2 separate regions of the Mus musculus genome follow, and region 1 is linked to region 2. The links are chromatin contacts, called in public HiChIP or PLAC-seq maps. All regions are on one chromosome and are shown on one strand. The core of a region is the stretch at or near the end of the contact, and the rest is flanking DNA. Distances in the headings are between cores, read along the strand shown. Region 1 overlaps Hectd4 (HECT domain E3 ubiquitin protein ligase 4). Region 2 holds the start of Hectd4 (HECT domain E3 ubiquitin protein ligase 4).

Evidence for each region. HiChIP or PLAC-seq counts read pairs in DNA pulled down with a chosen protein or histone mark.
Region 1: a contact with region 2 is called in an H3K4me3 HiChIP or PLAC-seq map of bone marrow-derived macrophages, with 2.8 times the contacts expected there. The contact joins the enhancer-like site here to the promoter of Hectd4 in region 2. A contact is called at or near these places in 2 of 39 promoter capture datasets (embryonic stem cells and neural stem cells), 9 of 484 Hi-C or Micro-C datasets (adipose-derived mesenchymal stem cells, bone marrow-derived dendritic cells, bone marrow-derived macrophages and 3 more), 19 of 115 datasets of contacts at active chromatin or transcription factors (the 230-238 cell line, acute myeloid leukemia, bone marrow-derived dendritic cells and 11 more) and 2 of 9 other capture datasets (adipose tissue and embryonic stem cells).

Annotation. Positions count from the first base shown.
Region 1 is chr5:121,339,434-121,345,841 of GRCm38.p6, forward strand. Hectd4 (HECT domain E3 ubiquitin protein ligase 4) reads left to right here. Exons shown (of 76, transcript NM_181421.4): 55 at 1-152; 56 at 2,440-2,621; 57 at 3,217-3,422; 58 at 3,660-3,790; 59 at 4,046-4,251; 60 at 5,250-5,429. Among named protein-coding and RNA genes, the nearest start is that of Gm24671, 14 kb to the right of the region's middle. Within about 2 kb of position 2,403, at least 105 of the 459 cell types and tissues checked have an H3K27ac peak or open chromatin away from gene starts, as enhancers often do. A contact at or near this core is called in acute myeloid leukemia, bone marrow-derived macrophages, double positive thymocytes and 2 more, where this site is marked.
Region 2 is chr5:121,218,570-121,225,514 of GRCm38.p6, forward strand. Hectd4 (HECT domain E3 ubiquitin protein ligase 4) reads left to right here and starts at 1,650. Exons shown (of 76, transcript NM_181421.4): 1 at 1,650-2,088. The coding sequence starts at 1,903.

The sequences.
Region 1 (6,408 bases), core at 1,153-3,652, 120 kb after region 2:
TTGGTGCAGGTGGAGACATACCTGCGGAGTGAAGGGGTGTTGGTGCGGTACTGGTACCCCATTGATATGCTAGAAAGGCCCCCTGCAGGCTACCGGAGGACTGCCACCAATGGCCTGGTCACACTGGACAATACCAACCTTCAAATTCACAGGTAAGATGGAGCCTTTCTTTCTTTGAGGGAATAGATGCACAACTAGAAGACTTTTCCTTCAAAGCTAAGAGTTGGCAGGAGAGACATGGCTTGTGTCCCATGCACTCTGTTGTATACTTGGGACGGAGCCCACTAGAGAGAGAAAGCCAGGAAGAAGAAAGAAGTCAGGAGGGACCAGATGACACATCCAGTTCAGCCATGGGGGAAAACAACCAGCTGTCTCTTTCTTGGTGACCAAGTGTAGCCTCAACACTGGCTGTGTATATGGTACCATACACGATTCTGGATGGGACAGGGCTGCAGTGGAGACATGCCTGCCCTCTACAGATAAAAACTTAGTGATGACAGTCACCATTCCCTGCCACACACTACTAAATAATGCCCCTAAGACTCAACAGACAGAGGCAGGAGAATCTTTGTGAGTTGGAGGCCAACCAAGGGTTGTGTTTATTAAAAGTGAATCATACATAAAAATTCCTGCATGACTCGTTCCTTCCCTCCTGGAAATCCCTGCTGTAGTTGAGAAGAAGGCAGAGAAACAAGTGCATTCTCTGCTAAAGGTCTCTGCAGATCACTTTCACGCTCCCTGTCCCTTAGCGTCACAGTTCCTCCTCTCCACACCCGAGTGTGCCTATAGCTCAAGGGTCACTCGAATTTGACACATCGAACCCTAACTAAAATGCAGTCAAGGACAGCACACTAATTTCTCTCCAGAGCATCAGTGTGGAACTGAGCCTAGTATGTCTCTAGCTCCCCCTCCCCTCTCCTAAGAGTATATAATCCTGGCTGGCTTCAAACCCTCATAGCCAAGCCTCTTGTCACTGTCACTGTCCCCAAGTGCTAAGATTACCACAGCAAGCCACCATGCCCAGCTTGGCTCTGTCTGGCAGTTCCACTGGAATAGTACATTATTCTGTGGAGTTGTCTGAAGCTGGGTCATCAGATCCAAACAGGCCTCGGCCAGGTGTAGTGAAGCACTTAATCCCAGCACTCAGGAGGAAGAGGCAGGCAAATCTCTGTGAGTTCCAGGCTAGTCTAGTCTACAGAGGGAATTCCAGGACAACCATACTGATAACCTATCTCAAAAACAAAACAAAACAAAAAAACAGAAATCAACAACAAAAAACAGAAAACAAAAACCAGGCCACAGTGGAAAACACTTAAGCAGACCACAGGACAGGAAGGAAGACCAGCATGCACAGTACTGGCACATCCACAGGGTCAAGTGACAGTGCGGGTGTGTGTGCACACCAAATCAGAGCCAGTACCTTGGAGACAGCATGAGGTAGAGCTCTGAGCTCCCCTGCTGGACCAAGGCTGTGTGAGGCTGAGGAAGGGTTCAGATAACCCAAATGTGGCCTGAGGTGTAAGATAGATCTCATCCAAAACCTTCCTTCTCTGGTCCTCTCAGTCTGCAGGCTCCACATGAGCCATCTCTTCCTCGGCTGTGAACTGTGACCTCTCAGCCCTCCACATCCTTCTAGACCAGAGGTTCTCAATTTTGGGGTCATGACCCCTTTGTGGGTTGAATGACTTTAACAGGGGCTGCGTATCAGATATCCTGCGTATGAGATATTTACATTACAAGTCATAACAGGAGCAGCATTACGGTTATGAAGTAGCAACAAAATGATTTATTGGTTGGGATCACCTCAGCGTGAGGAGCTGCATTAAAGGAGCAGCATCAGGAAGGTGGAGAACCACCACTGCGGAGGCAGCAGATGCTCTCGAGCACTTTGAAAGGGTGGGGTCAGGGCTGAGTCAAAGCTTGCTCCTCTAGTCAGAGCTTCCTGTGGCCTCTCAAATTACAGGCTTAAGACCTGTCTGTGCCTCACTCTCAGCACCCTGTGAGCCTCTGAGGCTGCTTCCCTCCTTGGCTCTTCCTGTTCTCTGCGCACTGGCCTCACTTCTGCGTCGGGGATCTGTGTGCTTCTCTCACGCTGTTACCTTGCTTTATCAGTCAGTCGTGTGGAGCTGTCGCTCTATATGGCTCTTATAAACACTGTTGCTAGGAATTTATGCTAAACTTTTGTGCAGATGGATATTTTCATTTCTTTTTCTAGGGTGTTTTTTAAATTGGGGTGGAAAAAAATAACCTAGAGAAAACTATTGTGGCTTTTATTTAAAACTCAATTGAGTTACTTGAAACACAGATTATAGGGCCAGAAGAGAAGCCTGCGATGTAGTGACATCATCCTCCCTGTTGTTGATCCCACCCGCCCCAAGAGCTCTGCTCAGGTGTGAGGGCCAGACACACTCAGGATGTCGCCTTTTTCCTTTCTCTCAGAGAGCTGCTGCGATGTGAGGCTGCACTGGCCCGACTGTACTGTCGCATGGCCCTGCTTAACATCTTTGCCCCCAAGCTACCTCATCTATTCACTCGGCTCTTCCACATCCCTGCCATCCGAGACATCACGTTAGAGCACCTGCAGCTCCTGTCCAATCAGCTCCTTGCTCCTCCCCTCCCAGGTAAGACACTGCTCAAGGATAAGAGCGCCAAGGTTGAGCATTATCACACAGAATGCATCCTCAGCATACCTTAGTAGAGCCCAGGCTGTCCCAGAGCAGCTGGATAGTCCGTCCCACATCGGTCTCTAAGAAACTTAGCAGGGAAGATGGCTACAAGGGTAGAACCCTAAGTTCTAGTCACCAGCTCCCACATAAGAAGCTGGGCACCGTGGTGTGCGTCTGTCACGTCAGTGTGAGGGAGACCGAGATAAGTGGGCGCCTGCGGCTCACTGACTAGCCATGTTAGTCCAGTCCAGTGAGGGACCCTGTCTCAAAAAAATTACGATGAAGAGCTACTAAAGAAGATACCCAACACCAGCCTCTGGCTTCCACAGCCATGCACACACGTGCATACATGAACATGTTGTGCATACATATTTGAAGCACTGTGTTACTGCTAGAAAGAAAGCACAGGTTTCAAGGCCAGTGCCTGCGACTCCCTCCCGGTACCCTGATGGCCCAGGCCGCTCTGTCTCCCATTTCTTTCTTGGGGATCCCTCCCTCAGTGACTGGCTGCTGCGGTTGTACTATTGTCCCTTCCCTTTCCTGTCCACAGATGGCACCATCAGCTCCAGCTCCATCCTCCTGGCACAGTCTCTGCAGCACTGCATCCACTCCCAGAGCTGCTCTGCCACCGACCTCTTCTACCAGGGCAGCTCGCAGACACTGAGGGAGTGGCTCAGCGTGGCCATCACCCGCACCCTGCACCAAGGCGAGGACAGCCTCCTGGAGCTGACAAAGCAGATCTGCGCCTTCCTGCAGGTACAGGCCTGAGCTCACGGCCCCAGCTCTGGACACCACTGAATAAGCAGTGCTCTGTCACGCTCCACCCCTGGGCAGCTTCTGCTGGAGCTTTTCCTCTCCAGGCAGCCTTCTCCCCAGAACCTGCCAGCGTCTTGCATGGGTTACAGCTTGTGTCCTGGATAAGGCCAGATGATGAAGTGTGCCCTGTGTCGGTCGGTCAGGGGCCACACTTGCTCATTGTGTGTGTCCTTTCAGACAGCACCAGAGCAGTTCCCCTCCGAGGAATTCCCAGTGTCTGAGTCCAAAGTCAGTATGGATGTGAATTTCCCTGGAGCAGCTTTTGTTGTTGTGTCTTGCAAAGAAAGTCAGTCTGGATTCCGCAAAGAGTAAGTTATCCTTTCTGCAGAAGATGGTGCTGGGGAGAGAAAGGCTGAGTGGGTGCGTTCCAGCAGCACTGCTCAGGAACGGGTCTCCAGCTGGCTTTGCCCTCAGTTGCACACTACCATTATAGCTAACTTCCTTCCTGTATCTGCTTGTGTGGGGAATTAGGCTAGAGAGAACAGCCTTCTAAAGGTGGTGCCGATGACTTATGCCCAGTGCATGGCCTGGTCAAGTCTGTCTTAACCCCCACTTCCTCTCAGCTCCTCTTTGTACAAGGCTCCGTGGGCACGCGTGCTCGTCTATGGGCTTGGCCACAAAGTGAAGCGTACCGGCCAGCTGAACCTCATTGAGGCTGCCTGCTACCCTCGAGACGCCTCCCCAGCCAACACTGGGCTCGCCCCTCCACCCACAGCTGACCAGTACCCTTCTGTGGTTCTTTCCACAGACAAAGTCCACATCAAACTAGGTGAGTGTCTCTCAGCTCACACTGATGTGTGGCAGGCAGCAGTGCTCTGCTGACCTGCTTTTGGGGGCTCCCAGGCCCAGTGGCTGAGTGAAGAAAGAAACAGTAGGAACAGTGTGTTTGAGACATCAGATTACAGGCCTAGCGGAGGCTGCCAGGCACAGAGGGATGGCCTTCTACCTGAGCCACCTGCACAGGGCAGCAGGCTCATCCCTCAAGCCCTCACAGGCGCCAGCAATCCCAGTTATTAAATGGTCCTGGAGCTTTTGTTATAAATCCTCTGGCCTCTGACGACGACGAGTCCTGTGAGCATCTGCTGCTCTTCTCTTCTCTCTGGCCTCCGGGCTTTTGGGTCCTCATCAAAGCCAGCTGAAAGGAGAGAAATCTTAAGTCCAGACTTCCGCTCTCCCTCAGTGTATCTACCTGTCTGGTATGGGTCTCCAGCCTGGCCCTTGAGTCACATGCCGTCAGGGGATGAAGGGATACTTCCTTATGATCTTGTCACCACTTAACGTCAGTGTTTTCTCTCAATTTTCTTTGCTTCCTCTTTTTTGTCTCTATGTAGCCCTGGTTATCTGGGAACTCACTGTGTAGACCAGGTTGGCCTCAGCCTGGCAGAGATCCACCTGCCTCTGCCTCCGTGTCCTCAGATTGAAGGTGTGCGCCGCCGCCTGTAGCTGTGGGTCTCAAAGCACTGGGTAGCTTTCCTTGCCTCACTTACTGCTTCCTTATTTATTTTGCTCTGGAGCCCAGACTGGTTCCAAATGCACACTCTTCCTACCTCGGCCTTGCAGGGGCTAGGGCACAGATGGAAGCAACCATGCCCAGCTGCCCATTAGCTGCCCTTGTGTTCCACAAGAGCATGTGTAGTACAGGGCTGGCTTCTGGCTGCCACACCCGCAGATGCGTCTACCTGGAGACCCTGGGTAGCAGGTGCTTTCTCCGATGTACTTGAGTCAGATGCAGCCAATCACCTGTTTTTTCCTGGGCCCTTCTCTTAGGAGTGTCCCCACCACCTGGAGCAGTGCTGGTCTTGCATTCTCTGCCCCTGGAGTTCCCGCTGGCGATGGCCTTTGCCGAGCAGCTGCTGTCCTGGAAATCAGAGGACAGTGATGGGAAGTCAGAGGATGAGCCTGACAGCATCCCTGCCTCCGTCCTCCTGCACGTGGTGGAACTGCTGGGTGAGGTGCTCTTTCTTGGAACAAGTGTAGAGGGGTGGATGGGGGGGTGGGCAGTGGGCTACCCATCACCCCACAGCTAAGGCCTGTCAGAGCACTGCCGCTGAAGATGGGCTTGGGAACAGGTGTCACACACAGTCCTAAGTCCAAGTCTGTGCTCTGCCAGGTTTCACTGCTATACTGAAAACATACACACATACACACACACACATACACACACACACAGTGGCAGTCACCTATGAAACAAAGAATAATATTGTCATGACTTAAATTGTTAAATGTTTGCCAGGCATGGAGGGAAAGACAGGCAGATATCTCTGAATCTGAGGCCAACCTGGTCTACATGGTGAATTCATTCTGGCTAGCCAGAATTACGTAGTGAGACCCTGTTTAAAAGCATGATACCCTGTCTGTCATAACTTGACACTGAAGAGCAACATGGATGTGAGGAGTGCCCAGATGGAGCACGACAGCCACAGAGCTGCTGACAGACTTCAAGCACACTGAACTCAGAAATGGCCAACTTATCATGTACAAACTTACTTCCAGAATATTTGAAGTAAACATTAAACTTTAATCCAGAGCTGGCCTGTTGATGGTTTAGGGGTAACTTCACTGATGGCTGTTCAGATGAATCAGGACATAATGTGGGGCTGAATGGCTAGAGGTACAGATGAGTGTGTGCTCAAGCAAAGCCAGCAATTTGGTGACGGTGGAGTCGGGGTGATGGGTAGAGAGGAGTGAGACCCTCCCTGCTGACAAGGAAAACAATCCAGGCGGCCAACACCAGGGCCTCTGGGCCATGGGACTAGCCCTCACTGTTTGCTGACGACTTGCCAGGCCTGTGTGCATTTGTCACGATGCTTTATTTTTTATTTTTTTAAACGTAGACAGTGTCTCATTTTGTAGCTGCCCTATGAAAACCAGGTGGCCTCAAACTGGGTATACACCACCATAAATTTTTATTTTTAATCTCAAAAAA
Region 2 (6,945 bases), core at 400-2,899:
ACAGCCCAAATAAGGGGGCCAGGGGTATAGAGGAATCACTCAGGCCTGGGTTCAAATCTAAGATTTGGTGTTTCCTGGCTTTGTGACACTGAGGAGACAATGAGACTTGAACCTCGCCTTGCCAGCTAATGCTGGGGCTGTGTCTAAGCTGTGACAAAGCTCCTGAGAGGATGGACTTACAGATTAGAGAGGGTTCAGCCTGCTTGGCTGGCTCTATTGCTTTTAGCCCTCTGCTGGGTCAGGACACCATGGTGATAGGAGGGTGTGGAGGAGGAAAACACTCACCTTGTGCTGGCTAGCCCAGATTGGGGTTGGAGAACGGACTGGGGAGTAGACAGGAGCCTTCTGCTTCCATATCTCCCACTAGGACCCAACCATGTTAGCCATTACCTCTCAGTAGCCAAATAAGTTTGGAATGAATCACTCAGTCCATCCCTAGATGAGGTCAGAGCACTGCTGACCCCAACACCACCTCAAGCTCCACCTCCAGACACAGCGAGTTCCAGGACAGCCAGAACTACACAGAGAAACCCTGTCTTGAAAAAACAAAACAATTGGTATAGCATTGGAAATGTAAATGAGCTAAATACCTAATAAAAAATGGAAAAAAAAAAGAAAAAACAAAACAAAACAAAACAAAACAAAAAAAACAGGAGCCAGGAGGAAAGCATTGCTTTTGTTTACTTTTAATTTTTAATTTTTAATTTTTTTTATGTGTTTGACTGTTTCCTTTATGTATGTCTGTGTGCCACATCTGTGTAATGATGGAGACGGAGACCTGAAGAGGATGTGAGGTCCCTTGGGACTGAAACTCAGGTCCCTTGGGACTGAAGTTATAAAAGGTGTGAGCTGCCCTCTGAGTGCTGGGAATTGAACCCCAGCCCTCTGGAAGAGCAACCAGTGTCAACCTGTCAATCATTTCTCCAGCCTAACAGCAATTGTTGATAGATACTTTATTTTCATCAGATGTCAGTTGCTTCTTTGTACTCTTTTTTTCCCCAGTAAATATTAACCATCTGCTGTGAGTTTTACCAAGTTCTCATGACCAAGCCTATTATATACCAGCCTTTAGTATTTTATAAATTTTATGTATTTTTTCAGATACGGAGCCTACATAGGCCTGGGTGGCCTGGAGCATCTTATGTAGCCCAGGTTGGCCTGAAACTTGATATGTAGACCAGGCTACCTGCAACTTGCAATGGTACTCCCACTTCTGTCTTCCAAGTACTGGAACAACTGGCAACCCCCACCAGGTTTGTTTACTTATAGTGCTGTAAATGGAACATAGGACCTCAGGCATTCTAGGCTAACCCTCTAAGACTGAACTATTCAAGATCTTAGAGAAGACATCTGAACCTATCTCATTTAAAAGATAACAGTGTTGACCCTCCATAATCCTTCCAGAATGAGCTCTGGCCTGAGCAACCGGTGCACACCGGAGTAAGGAGGAAAGGGGACCAGGGTGGTCTTCTCCCGGAGCCTTAGACTTCCTCAGATAGCATGGGAAGCAGGGGTGCCCAAGAGGCCATGCCTCTGAGCGCCTTGCAGCTGGGTTATAAAGCCTCGCCGGGCTGTGGGCGGGGCTAGACGGACAGGAGGGAGGAGCCTGTATTGTCCACCCCGCGGGGCATGCCGGGAACCCCGCCCCCAAGATGGCGTCTTACTGACAGTTGGCTGCGGAGCGGCAGAGGCGGATCCTGCTCGTCAGGGCGGCGGCGGCGGCGGCGGCGGCGGGGCCGGGGGTCTCCCGGGCCGGGGTTGGCGTGCGGAGGGGGATGGCGGCGCGGAACGCCTAGGGCGGAGCCGCGCGGGCGAGGCGGGCGCAGCAGGCGCGGCGGGCGCGGCGGTCGGCCATGGGTTGCTGAGGCGGCGGCGGCGGCTCTGCAGCGCCTTCTCTTAGCCATGGGCTCGTCGGCCGCGGCGGCGGCAGCTGCAGCGGCGGCGGCGGCGGCGGCGGACTCGGCGCAGTGGCTCTCGGTGAAGGAGGAGACCATCTTTCTGCACGACGGACTCATCCGGGTCACCGACCTGGCCGAGCTGCCCAGCGAGATCCTCGGCGCCCCGGAGGCCGCCGACACCGACCTGGAGGTGAGTGAGGTTCCCCGGGAGGCCGCCGCAGGTGTGTGGGATCCCGGAGAGCATCTTCGGGCCGCGCGGCCCGGAGACCCGGAGCTACGGCAGCCGCCGCCCGGCTGCTCCCCTTCCCCCCACCACGCAACCGGGAGCCTCTTGGAGGGCGCGCCCAGGTGCCTGTGCTCCGGAGACCTTTTGTATTTTGAACGCTCGCACGGACTCTGCTTCTTTTATCACAGTCCCAGCTCGGTGTTGATTTTGTATGCGTGTGTGTGTGTGTGTGTGTGTGTGTGTGTGTGCACGCGCGCGCGCCTGCCTGTGTGTTGGAGGGAGCCCGGAGTGACAGCTGCCAGGGCTTCCTTCCTCCACCATAAGCAATTCTGCAACCTGTCTGTGCAGTGCCTCGGATTGACTTGACACCCGCGCCTTTGTCAGGCCAGCCGGGGGTGGGGTGGGGTGGGGTGGGGTGGGGTGGGGGTTTGGACAGCGAGAAAGGGGATGCTACACCGCGGCCTGGGAAGGTTCAAGGGCGGGCGTGAGCGAGTATATGTGTGTGTGTGTGTGTGTGTGTGTGTACGCGTGCGCGCGCCTCGGGGGTCTCTCTCTCTCTTTCCCCCTCCCCCCCCCCCCAGTCTAGGAGCGGTGGCAGGTGCAGCAGCCAGTCTCAGCAGTTGTGGTGTCGTCCCCCCCCCCCACCACCCCGCAAAACCCATCCACCCCAAGGAAACCAAATGTGAATATGGTGGATGGGAACTTTCCACCGACTGCGCTCAGTTTTCGCATTTGCCTAGAAGTGGGAATGTTGGACTGTGGTGTTTTCATCCAGGCCAGGTGGCTGTTGACCCCCGCTTCCCCGTGGAGTGTGGTGAAATTCGTATTGTCGCAGGGAGGGGGGGTCCCTGGGGTACACCGCAGACGGGAGGGCCTCCTACACTGGGAATCTTTTGTTTTGCGGTTTTCCATATACTCTGGTATTCAGTACCACCGGCATTTATAGGCATGGGGTAAAATCCCATTGCTGTGCGTTTCTGGAAGCAGCATGGATCTGATCGCGTTCAGCGAGACTTTGGGACATGCTCGAGATGCGAATGCGGTCCGCTGTTGTTTGTGTCTGGCTTTGAGGTTGCTTCAGAATTTCCGACTGTGAACTCTTAATTGGCATATTTTACAGTCTAGCCACGATAATATGGGAGTCGATAGAGAATCCCTAACGTGGAATCATAATACATTTATGTTTTATTTGAGCCTATTCTATAAAAAGCAAGGTGTGTCTGAGTTAACCACCTGAAAACTGCAGGGCTCTGATGGTATGATGGTAGACTCTTTATTTAATGGGCGCTGCTGTGGAAAGTGGAAAGTGGATGGTGCTCTTTGTTCCTTAGAGACTAACCTAAATTTCTTGAACCCAGACCGTTTGATGTATTCGGATTAGAAGAGGGTATTTTTAAAAACCAAGTTATTCAGTTAACATTACTAAAATGTTTACTGTCTCTGTCCTGAGTGACACATACAGCTAAGGAAAGACTATGGCCGAGTAGATTAAGTCTTCTCAAAAAGGAACGGTCGTGAGTGATACACACTGGGACCAGCAGGAATAGAGCTGTTTTGTTTTTAGTCTTTTCCAGTTACAGACTACAGTATCTAGAGAAGTAAGTAGTCTGCTAGTCACACACTTACCTAGTTAATAATAATTCTTAACTGTATCCATTCTGTCAGATGCTATCTTGTTAAAGTCTCAAAGAACTCTAGAAGGTAAATCTTGTTACTTGTTGCAACAGTTGTATCCATTGTGCAGATGTAGCAAGAGCCGAGCAGAGCAAATGTGCAGTTTGCTCAAGATCTTTAATTTTTTGAGACAGGGTCTCACTGAATAACCCTGGCCCGGATGCTATGAAATCCAGGCTGGCCTGGAATTCATAGAAATCTGCTTGTCTCTGACTCCCAGGTGTTGGGAGTAAAGGTGTGCACACCACACTCATCCTTAAATAGTTTTTTAATACTTAGGATTAATTTACAGGGATGCTGGGAATCTAAATTGGATCCCTTTAACTGCCCATCTATCTGTCTAGCCCTTAACTCAGCCTCTCATGCTGCACAGCAAGCACCTCTTCCACAGAACCATTTTTCCTAACTCCACTCTGGTTCCTCTGGCAACTGTTTCTTTTTCATTATTCAGAAAGATTAGAGATGTGTCAGTATTTTAAAAGGTATCTTTTGGGATGTTAGCCCTCCTATGAGAGACTGTCTCCCAGATCTCTCCAGTAGACTCTGAAGGAATAGCAGCTATTCTCATAGGGTCTATAATTATAGAATTCTTCCATTAATGATTTTAAATTATGAGGAATAAGACTAGAGCTCAGGTGAATAATTTATGAGGGACAACCACAGTGCAAAAGATTGTGGAGTCACAGAATTTGAAAGCACAGAAGGTATATTGGAGATAATGCACCTTGAAGATAGAAGTGTTTTCCTCATTTTAGAAAGGGATCGGGGAGGAGTTCTGCTGTGGTGGGTGTACCAGTCAAGCTATGGTGAGTAAGCTGGCCTGGTTCTCCTGCCTCTGGGTTCCAGTGTTCCTTTTCTTCTTAGTGCTCTGCAAGGTTATATGTCAGAACAAAGAATCTAAAGAGATGAAAATTGACCTGAAATAGTCAATTTGTTTCCAGTAAATTATAGTTAGGTTTTTAAAGGGAAAAAACAAACCCACCCAATAAATAGTGTTCTCAAAAAATTAATGGAAAGAGGGACTGCTACAGAGTATTGGACAAGATTTCATCAGAGACACTGTTTTTGACCATTCAGGCCAACTCCCCTATAGCTGTGAAAGCTTGTGAACTTTACCTTTATGCTATATTGTTAGATAATTTTAAGAGTTAAAATTACCAATCTTGCCGGGCGTGAGGGTGCACGCCTTTAATCCCAGCACTGGGGAGGCAGAGGCAGGCAGATTTCTGAGTTCGAGGCCAGCCTGGTCTACACAGTAAGTTCCAGGACAGCCAGGGCTACACAGAGAAACCCTGCCTCAAAAAACCAAAAAAAAAAAAAAAAAAAACCAAAAAAAAAACAAACAAACAAAAAAAACAAAAACCCCAAAAAATCACCAATCTTGACAAGTCTTTTCATATTCATTGTAATTCTTTTCAATTGACTAATTGTGTAGATCCTAATTTAGATAAGGAATCTGCTGTTATGATTTTGTTAAAGAGACCTGCTTATGTTTTGCTGCCTGTAGAGTTAGGAAATGATCCTTGGTTTAAATATTCAGGATTGCAAACTTTGAAAAAGTTAAATGAACTTATTAGACCAAAAGAGATTTGTTACAGCTCTGATTTTAGGAATTACTGCTTTAATTGGAATTTTAACTTTTTTTTTTTTTTAAGATTTATTTATTTATTATATGTAAAGTACACTGTAGCTGTCTTCAGACACTCCAGAAGAGGGTGTCAGATCTCGTTACAGATGGTTGTGAGCCACCATGTGGTTGCTGGGATTTGAACTCTGGACCTTCGGAAGAGCAGTCGGGTACTCTTACCAACTGAGCCATCTCACCAGCCCGCAATTTTAACTTCTTTTGCAGTATCTACCACAATTCAGCAACTACATACCTCTCATTTTGTTATAGATAAATTGGAGGCAAAGGTTAATGCTTTTTTTTTTTAAATAGCATTTTTATTCTTATCTGTCAGTCACAAAATGCACATACATATAATAACACACATGTCTGTCACAACACACAAAAATGTACATCATAAAAACATTAGGTCTATAAACATAAATGTTGAGCTTACTAATTGAGTTAACACCAAATCTAAAATTAAATTTACTAATGCATGGATACTATTTTTCTCCTAATTATTTTACACTGTATATTTCTTTTTTTTAATTTTTTATTAGGTGTTTTCCTCATTTACATTTCCAATGCTATCCCAAAAGTCCCCCATACCCACCCCACCCCCACTCTCCTACCCACCCACTCCCCCTTTTTGGCCCTGGCGTTCCCCTGTACTGGGGTATATAAAGTTTGCAAGTCCAATGGGCCTCTCTTTCCAGTGATGGCCAACTAGGCCATCTTTTGATACATATGCAGCTAGAGACAAGAGCTAATATCTGAGATTTCTGTTAACCTAGCCTTAATATTTGCTATATCCTGTCTCAATCTATTGCTAAAACTACCTTTTTTAAAAAGCATTAACCTGCAACCCTATAGGTGGAACAACAATATGAACTAACCAGTACCCCGGAGCTCTTGATATAGAACAAACATACACCATTATCTCCTGAGCAGCCCAGCCCTGCCTACCTTGTACTGCACATAGCCATGAATTACTTGTACAAGTCTTTGTGCTAAGACTATACCACTTTGTCCAAGAGCTTCAGCATCTGTGGGTTTGGTATCCAACAGATCCTGGATCCTGTCCAAGGACACTGTGGGGCTGTGTAGGTAGGAGACTTGTTATTTACTGCTGTCTACATCTTCACACTGAAATGCACGCTTTTTAGAGAGTAAAGCTTTCATTTCATCCACTGCCATGCCCTCAGTACCCAAAACACTAGACTTCACTTACTTCTTTGTGTGTGTGTGTGTGGATCTGAATGTAATTTGTCAAATCGAGCATCAAACTTTTTATACAGAAGAAAATAGGGAAGTTGGGTGACACACTGGCAAGGTACAAAGAGGTTACTGGATTCTTACACAAAACAAAGGAATGCAAACATGGAAGGACTGGCAGGAACCAACTGGGGTAAAATTCAATGTTAACAACTGGGACCAAAAACAACTCCACTTAAGGTCCACTTAATCTTAGAAGCCAGGGGCAAGAGCTTTGTGCCTTTGCCATAGTTCCTACACTAGACTATAGTATAGTCCACCTT